Regions from separate parts of the Ovis canadensis genome. Here region 2 is linked to region 1. The links are chromatin contacts, called in public Hi-C maps. All regions are on one chromosome and are shown on one strand. The core of a region is the stretch at or near the end of the contact, and the rest is flanking DNA. Distances in the headings are between cores, read along the strand shown. Region 1 holds the start of MRPL2 (mitochondrial ribosomal protein L2). Region 2 overlaps PTK7 (protein tyrosine kinase 7 (inactive)).

What was found. A called contact is a pair of places that touch in the nucleus more often than the background predicts.
Region 2: a contact with region 1 is called in a Hi-C map of lung, with 2.5 times the contacts expected there. The contact joins the enhancer-like site here to the promoter of MRPL2 in region 1. A contact is called at or near these places in 2 of 2 Hi-C or Micro-C datasets (fibroblasts and lung).

The regions. Positions count from the first base shown.
Region 1 is chr20:31,758,756-31,764,044 of ARS-UI_OviCan_v2, forward strand. MRPL2 (mitochondrial ribosomal protein L2) reads right to left here and starts at 1,981. Exons shown (of 7, transcript XM_069564528.1): 1 at 1,791-1,981. It overlaps KLC4 (kinesin light chain 4), which reads left to right and starts at 1,080. Exons shown (of 16, transcript XM_069564522.1): 1 at 1,080-1,236; 2 at 2,824-3,105; 3 at 4,068-4,298. The coding sequence starts at 2,848.
Region 2 is chr20:31,808,459-31,813,747 of ARS-UI_OviCan_v2, forward strand. All of the region lies in intron 1 of PTK7 (protein tyrosine kinase 7 (inactive)), which reads left to right. Among named protein-coding and RNA genes, the nearest start is that of SRF, 33 kb to the right of the region's middle. Within about 2 kb of position 2,988, the one cell type or tissue checked has open chromatin away from gene starts, as enhancers often do. A contact at or near this core is called in fibroblasts, where this site is marked.

The DNA of each region.
Region 1 (5,289 bases), core at 731-3,230:
TATTCTCGGGAGCTGATTTTTATGAGCCCAATTCTTTTATCTCTTATCAAGAAAAACAATAAAATTCTTCATGGTGACAACTGTTTCTTGTGACTAGCAGAAGCTTCATGAAACCAGCAGAAACATTTTTAAAAAACTGTGCTTGATTGCAGCCCACTCCCCCTTTACCAAAATCACATACATACTGTCCTTCCCTTCTGCCTCTCTGGAGCAGTTTCTCAGAGCTATCTGAGGTGCTATCTCCTGGGCTGCAGTCCTCACATTTCAACTCTCATGCCATGCATTTTTAAAGTCGACACCCTTAGGAACTTCGTGATATCTTCATGTTAGTTTCCAATTCTCGGTTACCTTGACCTTAATTCCATAATCTCAGTAGTAACTCATCCTTAATAGTTATAATAATGGTTAAGAGTCCGGGCTTTGAAGCCAGATTGCCTAGCTCCAATGGTTGGTGTATGACCTTGACCACTGATGTGTTCTCGTACGTAAACTGGAACTGATAATAACTGCAAATGGTAAAAAGGAATTCACTTATTTAAAACGTTTATTATGCTTGGCTTATAAGAAGACAATAAATGTAAGTTACTGAAACTTGTACTTTTGTCTACAAATCACTTCACCTCCAATATCTCGTTTGTGTGACCCTGGGAGATAGAAACACTTAGGAAGGAGAAAGCTGAGGCTGAGCGTGACTTATTAAAGGTCACGGGCCGATGTGACTCCAAATCAGACTCTCATTTCCCACCTCGATTCTCCTGGAGGCCCCTCTCCAGCAGCCGGAGTGGAAACTACATTCCCGGGTAAGATGGATTACCTGGGCGGCCGGGAGCAGGCTTGGGCAGGGGACGGCGGCAATCCGGGGGGTCAGGCTCAGTGAGCCAAGAGCGCGGGTCACTGCCCGCAGGGCCATGAGTTTGGCCAGACTCAGGCGTGCTCAGGACTCCACCATCACCTTTAGCCTGGCCGCCTGGCGCTGCCGGATGACACTAACAGGTCCCCGTGCCGTCGCTCCAACATGACGTAAAAAGAGGCGGGCCGAGAACCCGACACAAAGCTAGACACACATCTCCTTTCCTTCCAGAGCATAGTATAGCCAATCCCGGAGCAACTCTTGGGTCGCGTGACTAGGAAACAGGTCCCGCCCCTCGGAGCCGTCAAAACAATTGCCTCGAGCGGCAGCCATGATAGATTTAAAGGGGCAGTACCGGCAGGAGCGGCAGCCAGACCAGACTGCGGGTGAGTCTTTGAGGGTACCTCTGGGGCTGAGAGTTGAGGTCCCGCTACGTCTTTGCTGCACTCCCGGAGAGATGAAAAAATGAACCCCTCCGACTGAACTCACAGAACTCCAGACTCAAAAACTCCGCCCCCCACGATTCTTCCCGCCCCTCGGCATCCAGACAGACGGACAGACGGCCTGCCCCGCCCCCTGTGCTAGCGACTGACTCAGTAACCTCGGGATCGTCAGGCCCCACGTCTTTTCCCGCGGCGTGGACCTCGGTCGCCCACCCGCATCTTCTGCCGGCCCATTTCTCTCTATCCCCACCCTGGGCCTCGGCAGGTCAACAGCCTGGGACACTTCACCGCAGTCCCACGCCCGGGAGATCAACTCCCAGCGCCGCGTTTCGCTGCGATCCCGCAGCCGCTCACGGACCTGCCATTTTTCCCTGCATCATCGGGCTTCTGGGAGGCACCCTAAGGTGACTCCTCTCAGACTCTGTTAGTATGTGGTCATAATAGACACAAAGCCATAGAAGTGACTGGGCTAGGAGTGACCAGGTCTTCCTTCTCACCCGTTCCCAGACACGCCCCTTGCCGCAGGTCTCGGATTAAATCTCACTCCCTTCTTGGGAGAAAATAGCTCCCCAGGCTTGGAGTGGGAGGTTGGCTTGGGGAAGGAGGAAGGCCGTTGGCCGTCTTTGAAGACCTGTAGGCAAGGGAGGGAGGGCGTTTGTCCTGGGTGGGGCTCCATGCCAGGTCCTCTGGGTGGCTGTGAAGTGGTGAGGGAAGGGGTGGAAACGCTGGACTTCTGGACTTTGGGCCGGGCAGATCCTTCTGAGTCCCTGGCTGCTTGAACTGAGTTTCTTCCGGGCTCCTGCCTGAACGCCACAACCAAGGGCTCTATACAGGTAAGAAGACTTCAAAGAAGAGAAGCAAGGCCCTTTTGAGGAAGTAGGAAGACAGCCTGGAAGAAACAGAGCTGACCAGGCATGGAGATGCTGGGCTTAGCCCCGCGGGTGACTCAGCCTGAACACCTTGAGCCTCTAGGCCCCTCTCATCTGGGTCCTGCGATGAAAGCCCCTCTCTTTTTCGTCTCCCTCTCTGTCTTGATTTAACTTTGAAACTTATTCCTTCCCCTTTTTGGAAAACACTGCAGTATTTTCTGTATACCTTCTGCCTGCTTTAACTCCATTCGCTTTGCAGCTCTATCAGACACCTGCTGTGTTCTCTATGGTGCTGTCTCTCCTTTCCTGATTCCTTTTCCTAACCCAGACTCTCTCTTCTCCAGGTCCTTTTTTTTAAAAAATTGTGTTAATTCTAAATCCCTGCTGCTTCTCTGCACCTTTGTTCTTTCTACAGTTTTTCTTCTTTCAAGTCAATTCCTTTCCCTCTGTCTTTCCCACAACCTTAGCTTTGTGTCTAGTGTTGTTATAGGCTGTCTGCTCACTGGTCACTCTCCCTCCAATTAAACTTTAGGGTCCCCCTACCCCCACCCCTGCTATGGTCTCTTGTCCCTTCACTTGGATCCCTACTGCCCTCTAATCAAGGCACACAGCCACTCTTTCCTAATCTTTACCCCAGCTGAGCTCTGTTGTTTCTCTGTAGCCCAGGCAAGGTCCCCTGACCAGGATGTCAGGCCTGGTGTTGGGACAGCGGGATGAGCCTGCAGGGCACCGTCTCAGCCAAGAGGAGATCCTGGGGAGCACCCGTCTGGTGAGCCAGGGGCTAGAAGCTCTCCACAGTGAACACCAGGCTGTGCTGCAAAGCCTCTCCCAGACCATCGAGTGTCTGCAGCAGGGTGGCCATGAAGAAGGCCTGGTTCATGAGAAGGCCCGGCAGCTGCGCCGTTCCATGGAAAACATAGAGCTGGGGCTGAGTGAGGCTCAGGTGAGCAGGAGGAGGTGGTACCAAGTGGCCCCGGGTAGATGGAGGAGCAGTTGTCTGATTGGAGCTTGGGGGTCATTTGGGATACTCTTGTCCTAGTGGCTTGAATTCTTTCACCCAATAAATATGTATTAAGTCTCTACCACGTGCCAGACACTACTCTCCAGACACATCACTGAACAAGAACAACCATAAATCTTGGCCATCTTGGAGCTTACATTCTAGCTGGGAGAGGCAGGCTTTAGACAAATAAATAAATGATTCAGTATGCCAGAGTGATAATCATTAAGGACAAAAGGATAAAAATCAAGCAAGGAAGGGGGTTGGAGTGTACGGGGAGAGGATGCAGTTTTAGATAGGGCGGCCAATAGGAGCCTCGCTGGAAAGGTGTCATTTGAGCAAAGAATTGAAGACTGAGGAACGAGTGATACAATAAATGGGGGAAGAACATCCGAAGCACCGTGCAAAGGCTCCGACCTGGAGCCTTTCTGGTGAGTTCAGTGAAAGGCTCGCGTGGCTGCTGGACTGTGAATGTGGGGAAGCAAAATAGAAAATGAAGAGGCAATTGGGGTGGGGGCAGATCACGTGGAATTGTAGGCCATCATAAGGACTCGGCTTTTACTGTGAGTGAGATGGAAGCTATTGGAATGTGTTGACCCAAGGAGTGATGTGGTCTAACATTTTGAAAAGATTGTCATCTGGCTGCAGGGTTGAGAACAGACTCTAGGGGGACAGGGGAAGAAACAAGGAGACCAGTGAGGAGGCAATTACCATAATCCAGGTGGGAATTGATAGTGGTTTGGCCCAGGCTGGCCCTGGAAGTGGTGAGAAATTTGATTCAGGGTATATTTGGAAGGTAGACTCATCACTACCCCACCCTACCTCCGAGTCTTGCTGGCTCCCCTCCCGCCTACCCCTCAACTCTCCTAGCCGGATCCCAGCACTCACAGGATGTTCCCACCTAGGTGATGCTGGCTTTGGCCAACCACCTGAGCACAGTGGAGTCGGAGAAACAGAAGCTGCGGGCACAGGTCCGGCGGCTCTGCCAGGAGAACCAGTGGCTCCGGGACGAGCTGGCCGGCACCCAGCAGCGGCTCCAGCGCAGCGAACAGGCTGTGGCTCAGCTGGAGGAGGAGAAGAAGCACCTGGAGTTCCTGGGGCAGCTGCGGCAGTACGACGAGGACGGGCACGCTGCGGTGAGCAAGCGCAGGACAGCTGGGCGTCACCACACGCACAGGGCATGGCTGCGTCATCCTCTCGAGGACCAGCAGCCCTGCCCAACCTGCCCTGACCTGGCAGAATTCAGGTCCTGACAGCAGCTCCAGAGGACAGCAAGGGAGAAGCCAGTCACTTGTTCAGTCAGCATTTGATTAAATGACTGCTATGTGTCAGGCTCACTCTGCTGGGGTTGCAGCAGTGAACAGGACAAAGTTCCTGCTCCCATAATAATAGACTTTTGGCGTTTGGACAGTTCCAATTCAGAATCCTAAGCGCTGTAGGTAGGGAAAACAGCTCAGTCGAGCAAGTCCTTCTAAAATTTGCTTTCAAAATGTGTGGAATTTAACCTTCATGCAACACACATTTATATTTCTCTGTGCCTTAGGCAAGGCAAGATGTGTGTCAGGTAGATCTGAGAAGCTACAAAACAAGAGTTCCTGCTTCTCGAGCTTATAATGTAGCTGTAGGAACAAGGCTTACGTGTGAGAACATGTATGCGACAACACAGAGCAGTCAGTGCCCTGTGCTGAAGGAGAGGTTCAGGCAGTGTGGGAGGAGTCCCAAGGAGATAGGTTCATAGGGGCTGGGATGGACTGAAAGATTCACAGAGGAGGGCGGGGTACAGGGATGGGTAAGATTTAGGTTGGATTATTTTATTTAACTGGATTAGGAATTGAGGTGGATTTTGATGGTCTATGAGGGAGAAGGGGGAGCTCTCTAGACCAGATGTGTGTGTGTGTGTGTGTGTGATAAGGCACCAGGGATGGAAAGGTGGCCTGACCCCGGGACAGTGGGATGATTTGACAGTGGGTCACCCTGGTGAAGCTGGGCAGGAGAGTTGGAAGTGTTTGTACAAGGCTACAGTACTTGTTGGGGTGAAGCATTTTTGCCTGGTATGAAAGTAGGTTGACAGTGAGAGCTGGGCATTACATCCAGAACAAGCGGTGGCAGATGATGGATACCAGGCAG
Region 2 (5,289 bases), core at 1,738-4,237, 51 kb after region 1:
TGGTGTGGCTTTTGGCTGGGGGTCTGCGGGTGCTTTTTCCTTTTTAAGGTAAATTTAGCCGTGCCAGATCTTAGTTTTGATACGTGCGATCTGATTCCCTGACCAAGGATCAAATCAGGGGCCCCTGCACTGGGAGTCTGGAGTCTTAGTCCCTGAACAACCAGGGAAGTCCCTGGGAAGCTTCTCAAACCACATCTCCCAACTGCTGTGTCTGCCCCTCTCGGTTCAGATGCATGTGATACTGGACACGAAGACCTACTCACGCTGTTAGAGATTCATCCTTCCGCTCCAGGGCCTCAGAGGAACAGGCAGGGGAGGACTGAGGTGTGGCTTTCATCTAAGGTAGAAGCGCTGGCCCGCTGGGTTGTTTCTGCCCTAATCCCTGGTGAGTTTGCTCCATTTCTCTAATCCGGATGTGGGAGCCTCTCCAGATATTTACAGTTAAATCCCAGGACAGGAAAACTCAGCTGGTTCCCTGGCTCTGCTCCTTCCCACGTGGCTCCGAGCAAGGGCTGTGGTGGCCTGTGGAGGACTGGGGGCTGCTGGCGAACCTTGGGCCTTTTGTAGACTCTGGGGAGATGGGACGGGGCTGGAGCCCTGTGATCTGCCTCTGGGTCTTGGAGTCAGCCGAGGTGGATCCTCAGCGACCCTCTGAACTCTGAGGTTCTAGGGTGTGTCCTTAAACAGGGTTGCTGGTGGGTATTGGTGGTGGTGGATGGGGACACTCCAGACCCCCCAGATTCACAAACCCCGCTGCGGTGTAGTGTGTTCCTGCCGGCCCCGGGGGAACTGGGAAGACGAGTTGGACTGCTGCAAATAACTTTTTCCTGCAGACACTGATTTGTAAACCCCCTCCATGCCCCCCACCCCACCAATGACTCATGCCTGTGAGCCAAGGGCCCTGGGGGTAGCCTGGAGCAGCTGAAAGTGCATCAGTGAGACCCCTCAAATCCGAGGGGCTGGGTGCATTGGCCCCTCGGGAAGGAGTTGGGTAGAGACCTTGGTACCCCTGGGGCCTCTCCCTTGGTGCCCTTAGGGTTTCTGGATGGAGGGGACCTGTGAGCAGGGCTGTCCTCCTGTGGGTGAGGGGGCCTGGGGGCTGCTGTCTTTCCTGGCACGGAGCCCTTGTGCCCCTTGGGTTGAGGGCTGCCTCTCCTGGCCTGTGTCCTGATGCTGTCGCCCCAGGTGGGGCACAGGAAGTTGGCAGACATCTCCCTTGGGTCCATACGGCACAATATGAGCTTCCTTGGTTAGGGCTCTCTAGGTCCCCCTGGGAGGATGTCCCACAGGGGTGTGGGGCCTGGAGCCAGGGACTGAGTCTTAGGTGTGGAGGGGTCAGCCTCGTGTGTGGGAGAGGTCACAGTCATGATCACACGCACCCCCGTGCAAGATGCCTGGCCCGGGGCCAGCCAGGGTCATGTTGGTGCCTCTGCCTGGCCCCAAGACAGCTGTGTGAAGGATGGCACTTCTTACTAGGAGGGAGAGAAGGTAGATGGAATCCCCTGGGGTCAGGTTTGGTGGGTGCTAGGGTTTCCCTAGTGGCTCAGACAGTAAAGAATCTGCCTGCAGTGCAGAAGACCCGGGTTGGATCCCTGGGTCAGGAAGATCTCCTGGGGGAGGGCACGGCAACCCATTCCAGTATTCTTGCCTGGAGAATCCCATGGAGAGAGGAGCCTGGCAGGCTGCAGTCCTTAGGGTTGCACAGAGTCGGACACGACTGAAGCAGTGGAGCACGCGTGCACTCACAGGACCTCTAGAGCCCAGGGATGTCTTTTCGAGACCAGGAGGACTAGCCCCTGGGAGATGGGTCATTGAGTGGCCCAGATAGATCCTTGGACCGAAGTAGCTGAAATTACTTCAGAGCAGAAAAACTTCCTGCTGCTCTCTGCTCTCCATAAAATCATGTTTACACATATGTGTGCGCACTCATGCACACGTATACACACATGGGTCGACTGGGCCTGGGGCCCAGAGAGCAGCAAGGAGGGCAGGCACCAAACCAGATGCTTGCTGGGGGGTGGGGAGCCGGAGTTGGGCCACTGCCCACCCAGCCCTTTCTCGAGGGGCTGGGGCCAGGGCCCAGGCAGAGTGAGTGTCTGCATATAGATGGCTGTTGGGGAGCCAAGGAAATGGCTTGGAAAATGTCCTTATTGGGTATTTGCAGCTCCAGCTTCGTTGGGGTCGTGCCTGGTGTGGGCAGATGGCTCTGTCTGCCAGTTTTGGTGGTGGGCGGTGTTCTTGAGCCCGCCCTGTGCCCTCCGGGCGCTCTGGGCCATGCTGTGGGCTTTTCATTTATGAATCCACTTAGTCTCATGCGGCCCGAGTGCTAGGAGTGGGGTTCTCGTTTCATGGCAAGGGAGAAGGTCCAGAGAGGCCAGTGGAGGTGGCGTTGCTAGGGAGTCGAAGCTGCTCTGCTGAATGGCCACCTCAAGGGTCACGTGGGCCAGAGCACGGAGGGCCAGGCTGTGAAAGGGGGGCAGCTTTGAGAGGCCCAGGACTGGTACACTTTCCTCACAGACTTTCTCCAGACCACAGCGCTGGGACATCCTAAAGTCAGGATTGTGCTAGGGACTGTACCACCTCGATCCCCCCAAAGCCTTCCTCCTCCTCTTCCATTGTTCAGCCGAAGCTTTCAAAGAGCTCCTACTTCCCCAAACCCTCCTCGGTCTGCCCGTTTCCCCCTACAAAAGATCAGACCAGCCTGTCCTGCAGACGGTGAGATGGCCGGACTGGGTGCCCCTCGCAATGTCTTCTCAGTGAAGTGGGTGTTGAGGCTCCGAGCCGGTCTCTGGTGTGGGGAGCCCAGTGGTCAGGATGTGAGCTCAGAGCAGGGGCCAGGGTCTTAGAGGAGGCCTGGTGGCTGCCCTCCCTGCCTTCTGTAACATCTGAAGCCTGCCCCCGCCAAGCAGTAACCAGGACCTGCTGTGAGCTGACGTCAGGACACAGGGCCCCTCGGGGCTAGCTTTGATGTTCCCCAGGCCCTGTCGAGGGGGTGCGGGGGGCTCTGAGTGGCAGTCTGGGAATGCAGTATCTCACCACAGTTCCGCCAGTGCAAGAGGGGGACGGGATGCTGGATGGAGGCTGAGCTGGGGTCCCTCTGAGTCATGCCATCTCTCCCAACTCGGGTTTCTGTGGCAAGGGGTCTGTGCTTCCTGCACCCTCGCAGCCCCTTTCCCTCCACCTCACCCCCCGACCTGACGATCCATTCAGAACTTGCCCGCGGTGGCAGCTGCTTCCCATCTGGGGTCTGGGAGGGCATTGGGCCTTGCATGGGGGGAGCTTTATAACATCCCTAGAACTTGCATCTTTGGGCAGGAAGCGTGATGATGGTTAGGATGACGGTAGCTGCCTGCTGAGTGGGCTCATCCAAGGCATTGCACAAGAAATCACTGCATTTGCGAGTCACGAGAGGGTGAGAGAAAGCTGGGCTTCCCACTGTGTTCCTTGCACAAGGTCAGGCTCACCGAATGTGGCTGTCAGGGTTGAGTCGGATCTGACAGCAAACCCTTACAGCTAACCTCCTGTGGGTGGGTGAGCCTCCTGGTCCCCACTGTGTCTGGAGAGGCTGAACGGGAAAGTGGGGGTCGTCTACACTTGGAGGCAGATAAACTCTCTCCGTCTTTGATGAGCATCTGTAGTTCTGGGTTGAAGGTCCCCAGATTTGAATGAGTCATGTGCACAGAGGCCCACTGGGGCCTCCGCCCGAGGCTGCCTATCTGTGTCAGGAGTGGCTGTCAGGAAGTGTTCCGGATGCTTCTGTGCCTGCCAGCTCTCGCCCCGCACTCCTTTGAGGTTACCTCCATTCAGCCGGTGTTCACTAAGCACCTTTGTGAGCTTGGTGTTATCTGTGGGAGATGTGTCTCTCTCTGTACCTGGCTGCAGGGAGTGAGACCCATTCTGGGCTCAGATATTTCCAAGACTGATTTGGAGTTCTTGGGCAGGGCTGGGAAGAGTGTGGTGTGGGTATGGAGGCGGGCTCCTTGGGTCACGGTCCCGGCTCTGCCACAAACGAGCTGTTTGAACTTGAGCAAATCCCTTCATCTCTCTGGACCTCAGTTGACTCATCCAGCTTACTCAGGGAGGGCAGGGACCGCACTCCAGTGCAGTGTTTGGAAGCTAGTGGGGGTGTTTGGGTTGTGAGGGTGACTGGGGGCAGCTTTGCTGATTGGCAGAGGATGGGATAGCCCAGCGTGGTGGAGAATTACCCCATCCAGGGAGCCGGCAGGAACCTGCTGAGAAGTAATGGGGGAGCGCCCGGCTCCTTTCAGCGCTGTGTGTCTTGCACGCTGGTCCCTTTAGAATGTTGTGAGATGGACCAACATCAGGGGCAGCCCCTCCTCTGGACCTAGCCCTGGGGGATCCTGGACTTGTCTTGATGCTCACATTAAAAAACATTTTTTAAAATTTATTTGGCTGTTCTGGGTCTTAGCTGAGGCAGGCGGGATCCATTTCCCTGACCAGAGATGGAACCCAGGCCCTCCAGATTGGGAAGGCAGAGTCCCAAGGACCACCGGGGAAGTCTCCTTGACACTGACTTTATGAGGAGACTGGTTCTTGTGGCCTAAAGAACCACTCCCCCTTCCATGCCCAGGGACTTGGAAGGGGCTCCAGTGGTTTGGGAAGGGGTAGGCAGGACCCCATTAGTCTCTCCCTTCCAGCCCTTGCGGGCCCGGTTTGGCCAGAGGCAGAGCCTGCTTCTTCACGTAGCAGCCCCAGGTGGTCTGTTTCCCCTCCCTGGAGGGGCGGCACAACCCCCTCTGTGCCATCACCCACACTCCCCCCCCCGCCCCCCGCAGCGGGTGTTCCGGGCCCCGAAGCTCCGGGCCCCAGCTGGGCGCCCACGCAGGCCAGGAACAAAGCCCAGTGTGTTATTCCTGTGCGGCAATCGTGCCACCTGCCCGGCCCTGCCCTCTGCCTCTCCCGCCCATCTGTTGCTCTCCCAGGCCCTTCACCCGCCCCTTTGTTTGGTCCACCTTTGGTTGCAGGGCCCCTTTCTATGAGGGTGCCCTCCTGGCCCCGGCCAGAGCTGAACTGTAGCCATGCAGGAGGGGGAGACCTGGGCCCACTTAGCTCACCTCTCAGTTAGCCCGGAAGAGCCAGCCTTGGACGCAGATGGATCCCTAGGATTGGAGAGTAGGAGGTGGGGTGGCCCCGGCATGTCGTGTGGAATAACAGCAGATCCAGAGAATACTGGCTTCTCCTGTGATGGGACGGGTTCTCCCAGAGACGCCCCTGGGGAATGCTGGACCGCGGAGTGTCTGTGGGTGGGATTCAGAGCCCCCCACCTCT